Linked DNA regions of Mus musculus: region 2 is linked to region 1. The links are chromatin contacts, called in public HiChIP or PLAC-seq maps. All regions are on one chromosome and are shown on one strand. The core of a region is the stretch at or near the end of the contact, and the rest is flanking DNA. Distances in the headings are between cores, read along the strand shown. Region 1 has its middle 20 kb from the start of Gm40304. Region 2 has its middle 140 kb from the start of Gm40304.

Evidence for each region. HiChIP or PLAC-seq counts read pairs in DNA pulled down with a chosen protein or histone mark.
Region 2: a contact with region 1 is called in an H3K27ac HiChIP or PLAC-seq map of CD8 T cells, with 35 times the contacts expected there. The contact joins two enhancer-like sites. A contact is called at or near these places in 10 of 39 promoter capture datasets (3T3-L1-derived adipocytes, the C10 cell line, the HPC-7 cell line and 6 more), 2 of 15 datasets of contacts at CTCF or cohesin (CD8 T cells and the NIH/3T3 cell line), 4 of 484 Hi-C or Micro-C datasets (the HPC-7 cell line, Th1 cells, bone marrow-derived macrophages and 1 more), 9 of 115 datasets of contacts at active chromatin or transcription factors (CD8 T cells, Th2 cells, effector CD8 T cells and 4 more) and 4 of 9 other capture datasets (adipose tissue, liver, macrophages and 1 more).

Annotation. Positions count from the first base shown.
Region 1 is chr5:53,563,567-53,569,947 of GRCm38.p6, reverse strand. It overlaps a transcript of Rbpj not described here. Among named protein-coding and RNA genes, the nearest start is that of Gm40304, 20 kb to the right of the region's middle. Within about 2 kb of position 3,292, at least 70 of the 459 cell types and tissues checked have an H3K27ac peak or open chromatin away from gene starts, as enhancers often do. A contact at or near this core is called in CD8 T cells and Th1 cells, where this site is marked.
Region 2 is chr5:53,405,804-53,412,184 of GRCm38.p6, reverse strand. No RefSeq gene overlaps it. Among named protein-coding and RNA genes, the nearest start is that of Gm40304, 140 kb to the left of the region's middle. Within about 2 kb of position 2,329, at least 11 of the 459 cell types and tissues checked have an H3K27ac peak or open chromatin away from gene starts, as enhancers often do. A contact at or near this core is called in CD8 T cells and Th1 cells, where this site is marked.

The sequences.
Region 1 (6,381 bases), core at 2,043-4,542:
AGGGTCTGGAGACTCGTCGCTTGCTGGTGAGATGTGCTTGGTGCTGACAGAAGCCAAGCTGTCTTCCAAGAAAGGGATTGACCATGGTTTTAGACTTTGAGGAGTTGGGTATGGGGTTTTGTATGCAGATGGTCTGGAGAGGCTAACAACATTTCAAAGGTCAACTGGCATGTGAGGAGAAGTTGTCTATAGCCCAGGTCAAAGGTTCATATGCAAAAATTTGGGATCTGGTTAGCAGTAGCTTCTTGACTTTATTTAAGTGCCCAGAACCAAAGTTCTCCCATTTTAAATCCTTTCTTCCTAGATGATATGCATTTATCCCATGTGTTAGTTGGTGTATACTTAAACTACAGTTATTAACTGTTTGTCTCACATCGTGTATTTATTCATTCATTTGTGTATTCACAACCAAGGATTAAACCTAAGACCTCACAGGTTGCTCAAGTACGCTACCATTGAACTACACCTCCCAACAGTTGAAATCAAGGTTTAATATTATCCTTTATCTGGCAACACTCCATGAACAGAAAAGTCAGACTCTCTCTGGTCATGTTCAGCCTCAGAAAAAGAAAATACTATTATCAGTTTTGTGAGTAATCTTCCCGGAATGTTCTGCCTCACCCCCCACCCCACCCTGCCTTTGGTTTTTCAAGACACATTTCTCTATATAGGACTGGTCATTCTGGAACTCGCTCTGTAGACCAGGTTGGCCTCAGACTCAGAGATTCACCTCACTCTGCCTCCCAAGTGCTAGGATTAAAGGTGTAAGCCACCACACCCGGCTTTCAGGAATATTCTATAATGAACTTTGGTTTCTAGCAATCAGAGTTATCAGTCCCAGGACAGAATAACCTTCCACTTATAGTAATCAAAAAATCTGAAGGAGAAAAATAATGTTGCTTTTAACCATGAGATTTAACCCAACATAAGATTGTGGTGCAGGGCCGGGCAGTGGTGGCGCACACCTTTAATCCCAGCACTTGGGAGGCAGAGGCAGGTGGATTTCTGAGTTCAAGGCCAGCCTGGTCTACAAAGTGAGTTCCAGGACAGCCAGGGCTACACAGAGAAACCCTGTCTTTGGGGGGAAAAAAAAAAGATTGTGGTGCAGGGAAAGAAGGCCAGATTTTAGTTGGTGCTAGTTGGGAACTTCGCTTATATGCCTTAACTTCTGAGATCACCTGTCGGTAGGGAAATTAACCATGATACTCAGCTCACATGTCTGGTACAAAGCAGACCCACGTAGCTCAGTGTAGTCCTGGCCATCTTGGAACTCACTCTTAAGGTCAGGCTATAGATCAGTAGATAAGGGATCCCTTTGTGTCTAGATGCTTTAGGGTGATTTTCCTTAAAGGTTATCGGTGAAGATCTCTGCCTAGGACCAAAGGCCAGATAAACTCACTCTATCTCAAAACAACCTTCTGAATTTTCCATCAGGCAGTTTTACCAAGAACGCAAGTCAGTCTTTCAAGAATCTGATGGTCTCATTTAGCTCACCTCCCTTTCGTCTTACTAACTTTCACCCCGACACTTATTAACTCAAAAATAATATTTGTTGAATGCTTACTATGAATGAGGCAGGAACTGGGTAACAGGGCTGAACTGGAAGTGGAGCTGTTCTTGGGGAATTTGTATTAAGAATTCAAATATGGGGGGCTGGTGAGATGGCTCAGTGGGTAAGAGCACCCGACTGCTCTTCCCAAGGTCCGGAGTTCAAATCCCAGCAACCACATGGTGGCTCACAACCATCTGTAACAAGTGACTCCCTCTTCTGGAATGTCTGAAGACAGCTACAGTGTACTTACATATAATAAATAAATCTTTAAAAAAAAAGAATTCAAATATGGGGCTGGGTGCGGTGGTGCACAACTTTAATCCCAGCACTTCAGAGGGACAGGTAGACAGATCTCTGTGAATTACAGGTCTACAAAGTTCCAGGACACCAAGAACAATCTATGACATATGTAAGGGATTTTCAGTGATGATAAAGCCATGTAAGAAATTAAGCAGGAGTGACAGATGCTAGGGGAAAAAGGGAACGTCACTTCACACAGGCCAGCTGGCCTCATAATAAAACTTTCTTTTACCTACTAGTGAATTTGACTCAGTTAAGATGATCAAAGTAAGCCGGGCATGGTTGCACACACCTTTAATCCCAGCACTCGGGAGGCAGAGGCAGGCAGTTCGAGACCAGCCTAGTCTACAAAGTGAGTTCCAGGACAGCCAGGGCTACACAGAGAAACCCTGTCTCGAAAAAACAAAAACAAAAAAACAAAACAAAACAAAAAACAAAAAAAGATGATCAAAGTACTTTAAGTCTGCACTCCAATAGGAAGGTTGTCAGACACCTGAGCAGAAAACAATAACCCTCAATTTGGAGTTCACTTGATAAACTCCAGCACTCGGTTGATAGTACACTCTTTCAGAGTTTATAGGTTTGGCTCTTTCTACTGTTCCTTGGTGAAAGCTACATGGGAAAAGTAAGAAGTGCAGTGTGTCTTGATACCAATCATTAGCTTTGGTATTACAGACTCCTTTGAGTGAATGTGCATACGCCCTGGGCTCTGCAAGCATCGGGTGCTTTTTATCCCTATTGAGAGGTGAAATGCGAATCCAAAATTCAACTGATTTATCCTGGGATACCCCAGGTCAGATGCAGATAAAAATCAAGGCTGGCGATGTCTAACGGCTCTGCGCAGAGCTGGCTCCTTGGTATGGCATGAGGTCCTGGGCTCAAGCTCCAGGACTTCAGAGAAGAGACAAGGGGTAGCAGGAAGAGGGAAGGACAGAAACAGATGCTAAAGATGGTTATCTTCTCCCTGAGCCCAAACCTGTTTGTACCACCTCCACTGTTTGCCCAACCCTGCTTTTGCATTGTCGAATCGACTTTAAAAGGGACTTAAGCGTGGCACAAGGAGTTGGGTATGTGAAGGAACTTGGACATAACCGCTTCACTCTGAAGTACAAACTCGAGAGTCCCGAGGCCCCACTTTTGCCTTGCAGATCACACATCGACCATGCTAACTAACCCTCAGAGATAATTATCAGCCCATGATGCTGATGGGTACCAGATAATTCTAACGTGGTCTTGGCTCTGTCTTCTGAGAAGCTGCTCGATGTTTCCTGCTTGGGCCTGGCAAGCTTCACAGGGTTCCTAAGAAGAACCTCTACTTTCCTTTGTCCCTCCCAGAGAGGCGATGCATTTTCACTTCACGATGATTAAAACCCAGCGGCCTACGATACTATATTAGTTCACCCAGGCTTCTCAGAATCGTGTGTTAAAATCGAAACTGAAACATCATGGAGGTGGGAAGGTCTACTCATTAGAGTAGGTGATCCTGCCAGTTCCTGTAGAGCTATTCTGAGTGTTGGTGCTATTAAAAAAATAGGCATGAGATTCATGGTAGATCTCTAGATAAGGCTGTTCTCCTAAACAAATTTTGAAGAAATAATGGATTTGTAGACCATTAAAATTTACTGAGGACTAAAAGGAGAAATAACAAGGTGTCTTCATGTTAAACTTTGCTGCAGAGGTAAGGAGCCAAGAACTATTTTGAAATGACTCTCTGACTTAATTGTTCTTCACTCTCATGCCAACGTGTGTGTGTGTGTGTGTGTGTGTGTGTGTGTGTGTGTGTGTGTGTGTTAAAGTACTGCCACTTTTCTGGGAGAGAGATGAACTATTCGCATAGGCTAGTGCACACACTAGGAGGCTCTCTACAGCTTCCCCATCCTACCTTATCTCTTTGAAGTTTGACCCTGCAGCACAACTGGACTCCATCCTCCTTTAAATCATCCACCCCCTGGATACTGCCTGGTGGCATCTCACTGACTCCACTGGTTGGATATTCCTGACAAAAAGACATAAGATTGCTTGTGTTCCTTTCTCTAGCACCCGCTCACCTTGAATCGGTCTCCACCGTTAGACTAAAGATCAGGTGCCCCGGATACAACTTTGAGCTTGAGGTTATAGGCATTTATTTATAGGCCAGAAAGTTTCCTTCCAATGTTCGTAGTCAACAGATAGGAGTAGTTTAAAAAGATATTTGGGGGCTGGGGCTGGGGTTCAGTGGTAGGGTGTTCACCTAGCGTGTGAAAGGCTCCTGGCGTGAATTTCACACACACACACCCATGCACATACACACACATACACACACACCACTGCTTCCAACAAACAAAGAGAGCCTTTTTAATAGCTCATCTTCACTGACTGTCAAGGGATTGTTTTCTTCTGGAGACACTCAACCGACATGGAATTGAGCTCTGCCCATCTACAAATCCCCTGTAGGGTTTGTGAAACAAGCCATAATCCCCCTCATGAAAACACACACTGGCTATTTATGCTCATGCTTGGTCCAAATATTACAATTGTTTCTGGATTTCTGCCACATTCCTCTCGAGATGGTCATTTGGGAGAGTTTGTTTATAATGTGTGTTTTGAATGAAATTTTAAAATTCCAAGACCACAGGATGTAAGACTCAATTGTGGGTTAAACTTCATTTTTGCATTCCCCCCCCCCCCCCCAAAGAGGGCTTACTTACATTACAGCGGTGAACAGTGAATAGAAAACAGGGCAAAGGTATGTTTTTGGTTTTGTTTCAGGGATCAGTATTTGAAAGACTATGAAAAGCACATGCTACCTTGAATGATGAGGGAAAGTTGTTTCGAAATGGCCTGTGGCATTCGGTTGTTGGTTCAGGTGAATTAAAACATTAAGTGAGTTTATAGGAACCAGAACAAACAGTTTCTTTAGTGCCTGTGTGAATCGTGGCGTTAAAATCACAGACAAAACCCCTGAACTCCAAGATTGCATCTCTCTCCTCACACAAAGTCAAGCTTATTGAAATGAACAGTGGAACAGAACTCATTCAGAAGTTGGAAAAGAAAAGCTAAATTATAAAAGCTTTTCTAGGATTCCTTCTTTTCTGTTCAATCCTAGACTTGTCCCTTATGTCTTTGTTTATTTTCTAAGCTGATGCTAATTCTAACCGTCTGTCTGAGATTTTATGGGAAAATTTCAACTTTTAAATATAAATTAAGGTTTCTTGTATTTAAGTACAACTTGAAGTATTTTTTATTTTTTTGGGTTTTTTTTTGTTTGGTGTGTGTGTGTTACGAATGATAGACAATAAAGTGATGTGTCTGGCTTTCATGATTTTTCTGCTGGGCACCTCAGCCTTTGACGTTTGGATCTATTGTTTACTTCTTGGTACTTATGAGGTAAGGTACCATAGTGGATAAAGCCCTTGGAAATGAAGGCCCCGGTCTGAGGAGCACCTCGGCCACCGCTTTCGGCTGGATTTCTCCCCGCATCTCTGAGGGGCACCTCAGCCACTGCTTTCGGGTGGATTTCTCCACAAGCTGTTTCGGTTTACTTTCTCTCCATAAATCGGACGCACGTTCGCACGCGCACACCAGCGATTTCTATGACATAGCCTTTCTGGAATTCCATAAACACAGGATATCCAACATGGGCTAACCACTTGTCCAGAAAAGAAAATAAGCAGACGGTTGCCCACAGAACACAGCTTACATTCGGGCAGCAGAGTCCGCCAAGAAGCGATTGCATTGAGTCTCTGTCTGACTGATACTCCAACCTGGAAAGCGACAGAGTGCTTTGCAATGGCTGTTTCTTGTTAACAGAATGACTTACAGCCTCCGAATTGAGGGCTTATTTGATTTTTGACCTTGATCATCAGAGAGGGTGTTGTAGAGGACCACTGCAAATACTGTTCCTCTTAGGTACAAAGGAAAATGCTCTACTTAGGAAAAAAATAGGATAAAAACAATAAAATAATAAAACAATTTAATGTTTAATAAAATAAGACATTTGCTATCATATCAGGTGGACATATTTAGCTGTTCCTCTCTGACAAGAATCCTCAAAGCCTTTATAAAACATTAGGAAATAAATACTACCCTTCTTTGCTAAACTATTGACTAGTTTTGAGCTTAACACAGTCCTAAAATAAGAACACCAGCAGCAATCCCAAGCTTAGCTTCAACAGTGGAGTTTTATGCTAAGGTCTCCTCTCAGCTACTTAGTGCTCTAAATAAAGGGGGTTGGGAGTAGCAGCCCTTCCAGAAGCCAGGCAGGTTGGACTTGACAACCTTGCATTCCTATAACTACAGTGGGAGATCACTTTGCTAAATGTTACTCACTTTTTCTGGTCTACGGGTGGAGTTACTGAAACTGCCAATTCTAGGGCTCAGACGGTTCCTGTAAAAGCAGCCTTCAACGCATCGGAAAGACTTTCCTGGAGGAAGGAGCGCTGGCTCCATTTGTCTTTCTGGATTTACTGGGCTCGTTAATTCAGGTGCTCTGATAATGGTGCTAAGTGGGAAGAAGCCATTTTCTCAATTATCCTCGTCTGATAAGCCTT
Region 2 (6,381 bases), core at 1,080-3,579, 160 kb after region 1:
TCCTGGAGAAGGATGAATGTATCCGTCAGAGAAGATGAAGGAACTGAAGCTCCTGGGATGGTGGCCAGCGAGGGAGAGAAGGCTGCTGTGTGCGGGGGTGGGGTGGGGGTGGGGGGATGGGAGGATGGGGGGAATCTAGCTGCAAGCAGGTCTGTGAAGACCACCCACCACCACTTTCCCTTTCTGTATTCTTATCTTTCCAGGGAATACTGGAAATCACACTCTCTCTATTCCATTCCCCATACTGGACATACAGCTGGCCTATAGATTTCCTGAAGTAGAGATGGTGTCCCTGGAACCTTTGTCTTACAAGGCAATGGAGAGAGAGAGAGAGAGAGACAGAGACAGAGACAGAGACAGAGACAGAGAGAGAGACAGAGAGAGCACTTGGAGAAGGCCATGTGCTTTGCAGTACAACGAAACAGTGATATGCATCCAGACACTAGATGTCTAGGCACCAACCATGAAATGATCTCTCTATTACTGCTCTTTTCCAATGTTTTCAGTTAAAAAATGAAAACTTTAAGAAAATAAATGAGAAATAAAGACCATCCAAGAATGAGACGTGCTTCTTCTGTCTCATGGGTGCTTCTGGATGAATAAGAGAAAGAAACCCTCTGGCAGGTGGACCTCTGTTGTGCTACATCTGGTGGAGGCTTAAGATGCTCACTCCTTTAGCTATGCACTTGGGAGACAGTTACTGGAACACTGGGGTCCTGACATGATCTCCCGTGGGAACTGGTTTGCTAGGGCTGTTTAACAAATGGCCATATACCAGGTAGCTTACAACAATAGAAACCCATTCTCTTATGATTCTGGAGATAGAAGTCCAAAGTCAAGCTGTTGGCAAAGCCATCTCCTTCTCTAGGGAGAACCCTTGTCTCTTCCAGCCTCTATTGGCTTACTCTGAGCCTGCATGTCACCGAGCCCTGGCCCACTTTCACTTGACCTTTCCTTCTGCATGTTTCTGGGTCAAATGTGTGTTTTCTCGTATGAGAAGATCTGTCACTGCATACAGGACCCACTCAGGTCACAGAGGATGATGTCATTATGATACCTAAATTTACTTACATGTCAAGATCCATTCTCCAAACAAGGTCACATTCTGGAGGTCTGGAAATTAAGGCTTGAATATATCTATGCAACAAAGCATGGGAGTCAGGAGTCCCCCAGTCTCCAAAAGCAAGGAGGGGGGCTTGTTGGGCTCTGGAAACCACAGAGGATGTGCACAGCTGGAGGACAAAACACTGCAAGCATGAGGACAGCTATGACTGCCAAGGGAGACAAGTTGCTGCTCAAAGAGGACTTAGGGTATCCAACCAGAGGCTTGAAGAGTGTCCTCAGGACAGTGAGCAGACCTTGAGAAATCTTAATACTCACTTAGGAATAATGCTTGTGGGGGGGAGGGGGCTGTTCAAGGATGAGTTGGAAGAGGGAAAGACCAGAAGTGAAGATCTGTAGAATGCTGCTGTTGTAACATCAGTGAGGAATTTGGTGGCCTGGCATTTAAAGACTAGGACAAAATCATGTCATGCTGAGGGGAGAAGGGATTTATATTGGTCTGTTTTGTTGCTACAAAATACCTGAGGCTGACCAACTAGTTTATAAAGAATAGAAGCTTAATTGGCTTGTAATTCTAGGGAGCTAGGAAGTCCAAGATTATGGTACTGACATTTGCTCAGAATTTGACTGCAAGTGTGCTAGGTGTGTGTGTGTCTGTCTGTGTGTATCTGTGTGTGTATCTGTGTGTTTGTGTTTGAGAGAGAGATAACAGAGATGATAGATAACAGATAGATAGATAGATAGATAGATAGATAGAAGATGAAAGGATGGATGGATGGATGGATAGATGGATAAATGGAGAGATAGATAGGCCCACCTTATGAGGCCAAGAGGTCAAATCAGGTATCTTCCTAGATCACTCTATACCTTATTTATTTATTTATTTATTTATTTATTTATTTATTTATTTATTTATTTATTTATTAGTCTCATTGAATTTGGAGCTTAGAGATGAGCTACCTTGGTTGACCAGTAAGCCCTAGGAACCCACTACTCTGTGTCTCTCCAAAGTTCAGCTCACAGGCATACCCTGATGTGCTCAGATTTTTTTTTCCATGTGCTCTGAAGGTCGAAATGCAGGTCTTCATGTTTTCACAGCCTGAGCCAATACCCTAGCCCCTTGATTTTTCTTATAACGTCACAAATGACATCATGGAAACTAAGCTTCTGACACACAAAGTCTCAAGGGACAAAGTCAAACCATACCAGATCTCCACCCAGCACTTAGAGACTGCTGTGGGCTGCTGAGTGGGAAGGCAGTAGAGTCTGGGCTGATGCAAAGTTTCTGTCTATGTTCCAGCCACAATGCTGCTCTGGCCACACTGAGGTGGCTCTGGGTCTGTTGCCACCATTTGCCCTTTCGAATCTGAGTCTGAGTCTGCAAGGACTCTTCAAGCACTTTAATTCAAAGAAAGACTCTCTTGGGTCCCTGTGTGGCTCTGTGGGTAAAGGAGCTTTCTGCTAAGTGTGATGATCTAAGTTTGATCCTTGCAGCCCACATGCTGAAAGGAGAGAGCAGACACCCACAGGTTGTCTTCTGACCTCCACCTGTGTGCTAGGGCATGTCTTCATGTGCCCTCCCTCCACACTAAACAAATGAAAAGGTACATTATGCCCCCCACCCCAACTCAAGTCTAAACAGAACTCACCAACATGGTTTTCTTTGGAAAGGGGTCTTTTCAAAGGTAATTACATGAAGGATTCCAAGATGAGATCATCGTGGCTTATCCAGATGGGACCTAAATCCAAAAATGGATGGTTAAAGAGACACACATCTAAAGAAGATAAGTCAGAACAAAGATGGAAGCAGAGACTGGAGGATGCAGACACAGACCAAGGGACATTCAGGACTGCCGAGATGGACTAGAATCTGGGAGATGTGAAGTGAGTTTTCTTTTCCAACCTCCAGATAGACATTTGGACATTAGACTCTCTGGGAGAATCTTCCCTGTTCTTTTAAGCTGTCAAGTTTGTGGTCATTTGTCACAGTTGTTCTAGGAATCTACTACAGATGGATAATAACCATGGACTACAGTTGACAATAAAATAAGAAAAAGGAATAATAATAATATGCTTCAGCATATTAATAGCCTTTCCCCCACCAGTCATTACAACACACACACACACACACATACACACACACACCATGTCCTATGACTGTGCCACCCAAGAAGGAGCTATCTTGACCTTGGACCAAAACCCACCTGTCCTCTTCTCTAATATGGCTGTTCTTTCTGCCATGTTCACCCAGGGAGCCAACATAGCTCCAAAGCACTCTTGATACAGACCATGCAACAAAAATGGCAAAGCTGATTAATCAGCGGGACGGGGGAAGCCTTTCCCGTTAAAGCAAGATGTAATGGTGCAATCACCTAGCAGCCAAGGACTTGTGTTTGGAGGGTCTGCCTGTTATAAAGCATTCCGCTGGGTGGTTTTAGCTGCCCTGCAGGCTAGAGTTAAGTCTTGGTCCTTGGAAGTGGTAACTATACAGAACCCGTGTTGCTGACTCCATAACAACCTTTCAAGGTCATGACTTTTCTAAAAGACATGATGCCCACTTCCAAACTACCAGGCTTTAGGGAGCCCAGAGTTCTTCCAAAAATATGGACATAGCTGTCCTATTTCCTTGTGAATGTTTCCCATCAGAATGGTGTCTCGGATGCCTAAAATAGACTTAGTGCTTCCTTCAGTCTGAGGCACAGGCTCACCTGACTTTTGAACTCCCATCCTCAGGGGAAATTTAAGCTCACCATCATGACCAATCACATCCCAGAGTTTACCCATGACCCCTCTGCCATCACTGGGCCTTCTATGACTCTCAGGCTCCCAGTCTTTTACTCACAGTACTCCCTGCTCCCCTCCCTGCTGGCTTCTCCTTGGCTGTCTCCTCCAAACTGCCAGCAGCTCCTTCCCTCCATCCACCAAACGAAGGCTGAAGTCTATGAACATGAGAGCCCCCTCCTGCCGTCTGCTATGGTAGACCCAGAACTTGAGGGCTTAACTTGTGGAGATCTTCCTCTTCCAGAATGGAAATTGCTCTGCACAGATAAAAGCCCAGTTAACTGCTTTTTCCTACCAGAAAGCCTCAGTCTCCACAGACCAATTTGGGTTTCCATTTTTAGCAGCACAAAGGGTTGGCAAACTCATGGAGTGGACAACTCTTCCTCAGAGGATCCAAAGGGCTCAACTCTGACTCCAGAGCAGAATCAGACACCAAGGGTATTTCCCCCTCTCTCTTTTACAGGCTCTCTTAAGCCCTGGGGGAGTTTGGTCTATGTAAAGTGGGAGACACATTTCCTCTCCTACAGCACAGCACTCGGTGACTGGGTGAGAAGCTCGGCCTAGCAAAGTCTCCAACTCCCTAGCTATAGAAAAGATTAATAGCAGATTTTGTTTTGTTTTTGAGACAGAGTCTCACTATGAAATTCTGGCTGGCCTGGAAGTCACTAAGTAGCCTATGGAGTGCTGGGATATAAGTCATGTGACTACTGGTAGATTTTTTTTACAGGAAATTATTGGGTTTTTGTCATATATATTTTATTGGATATTTTCTTTATTTACATTTCAAATGTTTTCCCCTTTCCAGGTCTCCCCTTTGGAAACCCCTTATCCCATTCACCCTCCCCCTGCCTCTATGAGGGTACTCCCCTACCCACCCACCCACTCCAGCCTTCCTGCCCTGGCATTCCCCTACACTAGGGCATCAAACACCCTCAGGCCCAAGGGCTGCTCCCCTCACTGATGTCCAACAAGGTCATCCTCTTTGGTTGGTGGTCCAGTCCGCAGGAGCTCTGAGGGCTCTGGCCGGTTGACAATGTTGCTTCCCCTATGGGGCTGCAAACCCCCTCAGCTCCTTCAGTCTCTTCTCCAATTCCTCCATCGGGGACCCCACACTCAGTCCAATAGTTGGCTGCAAGCATCTGCCTCTGTATTTGTCAGGCTCTGGCAGAGCCTCTCAGGAGACAGCCATATCAGGCTTCCATCAGCAAGCACTTCCCAGCATCCACAATAGCTTCTGGGTTTGGCGACTGTATATGGGATGGATCCCCAGGTGGTTTTGTCTCTGGATGGTTTTGTTTTGTTTTGTTTTGTTTAAAGATAAGCGTCTTGGCACGTAAAAAAATGATTACTATATTCTAGCTTCTACTGCTTCCTCTTTTTGCCCAGTTCTATGGCACTTTGCTTTTAGGGGAAAAAAATCTATCTATCTATCTATCTATCTATCTATCTATCTATCTATCTATCTATCTATCTATCTATCTATCTATTTATATGTGCCTGGGCGTTTGGCCTTCACGTATGTCTGTCCACCATATCGTGTCTGTGGCCACTGTTAGATACTCTGAAACTAGAAGGACAGCAGTTGTGAGCTGTCATGTGGATGCTAGGAATTGAACATCTGTCTTCTGGAAGAGAAAACAGTGTTCTTAACAGCTAAGCCCGCTCTCCAGACCCTGTTTTGTTTTGTATATAAAGACTGCAATACATTTCTAAAGATTATAGATAAGTTCAAAATCAACTGGACAAAGATGCTAACACCCTGCTCCGTGACTGGCTTCTTAGCTATATACATATGTAATCATTTCATGAAGTTGGTGTCAACAGTAAACACAGGTTTAGAACTGTCACTGTCCATGGCTAAATGGTCCTCCAGCCATCTGTGCTGGCTCACACTCTGAATGTCTTGTCAAAGACCTCATTTATTGAAAGCCTGTTTTTCTTGGAATGTGTTAAGTTGCTTGGTGAGAAGTGGTGTCTCCTGGTGGTTGTACAATTGTTTGTTTGTTTGTTCGTTCCTTTCAAAGCCTGGAAAACAAAAAATTTAGTAAGTCCAACTCATTCATTTTTTAAAGACAAATATCCCAAACCTCAGACAGGTTGACTTGGCCAACACATCTAATTAGTAGGAGAGCCAAAATCCACGTCCCAGGGTTCCTCGGGAATTCTTTCCGTGCTACCACTCCAGGGAGAGAGAATTGGCCTGGAGGTAAAACCACTCAGGACCTACTTAATAACAGTTCAATTAGACCAGAGGGAAGCAATAATGAAGGGGCTTTAATTAGGACCTAGCTCATTCATCATCAGGTAATGAGTATTTGTGATATCCATCTTAGTGCCGCCTGTTGGTTAAAATGTGGGCCTGCGTTGAATACCTTCAGAGCTAGGTAGGGGGAGGCTGATCAGGACTGGCATTCCTTCCTTCCTTCCTTCCTTCCTTCCTTCCTTCCTTCCTTCCTTCCTTTCTTTCTTTCTTTCTTTCTTTCTTTCTTTCTTTCTTTCTTTCTCTTTCCTTCCTTCCTTCCTTCCTTCCTTCCTTCC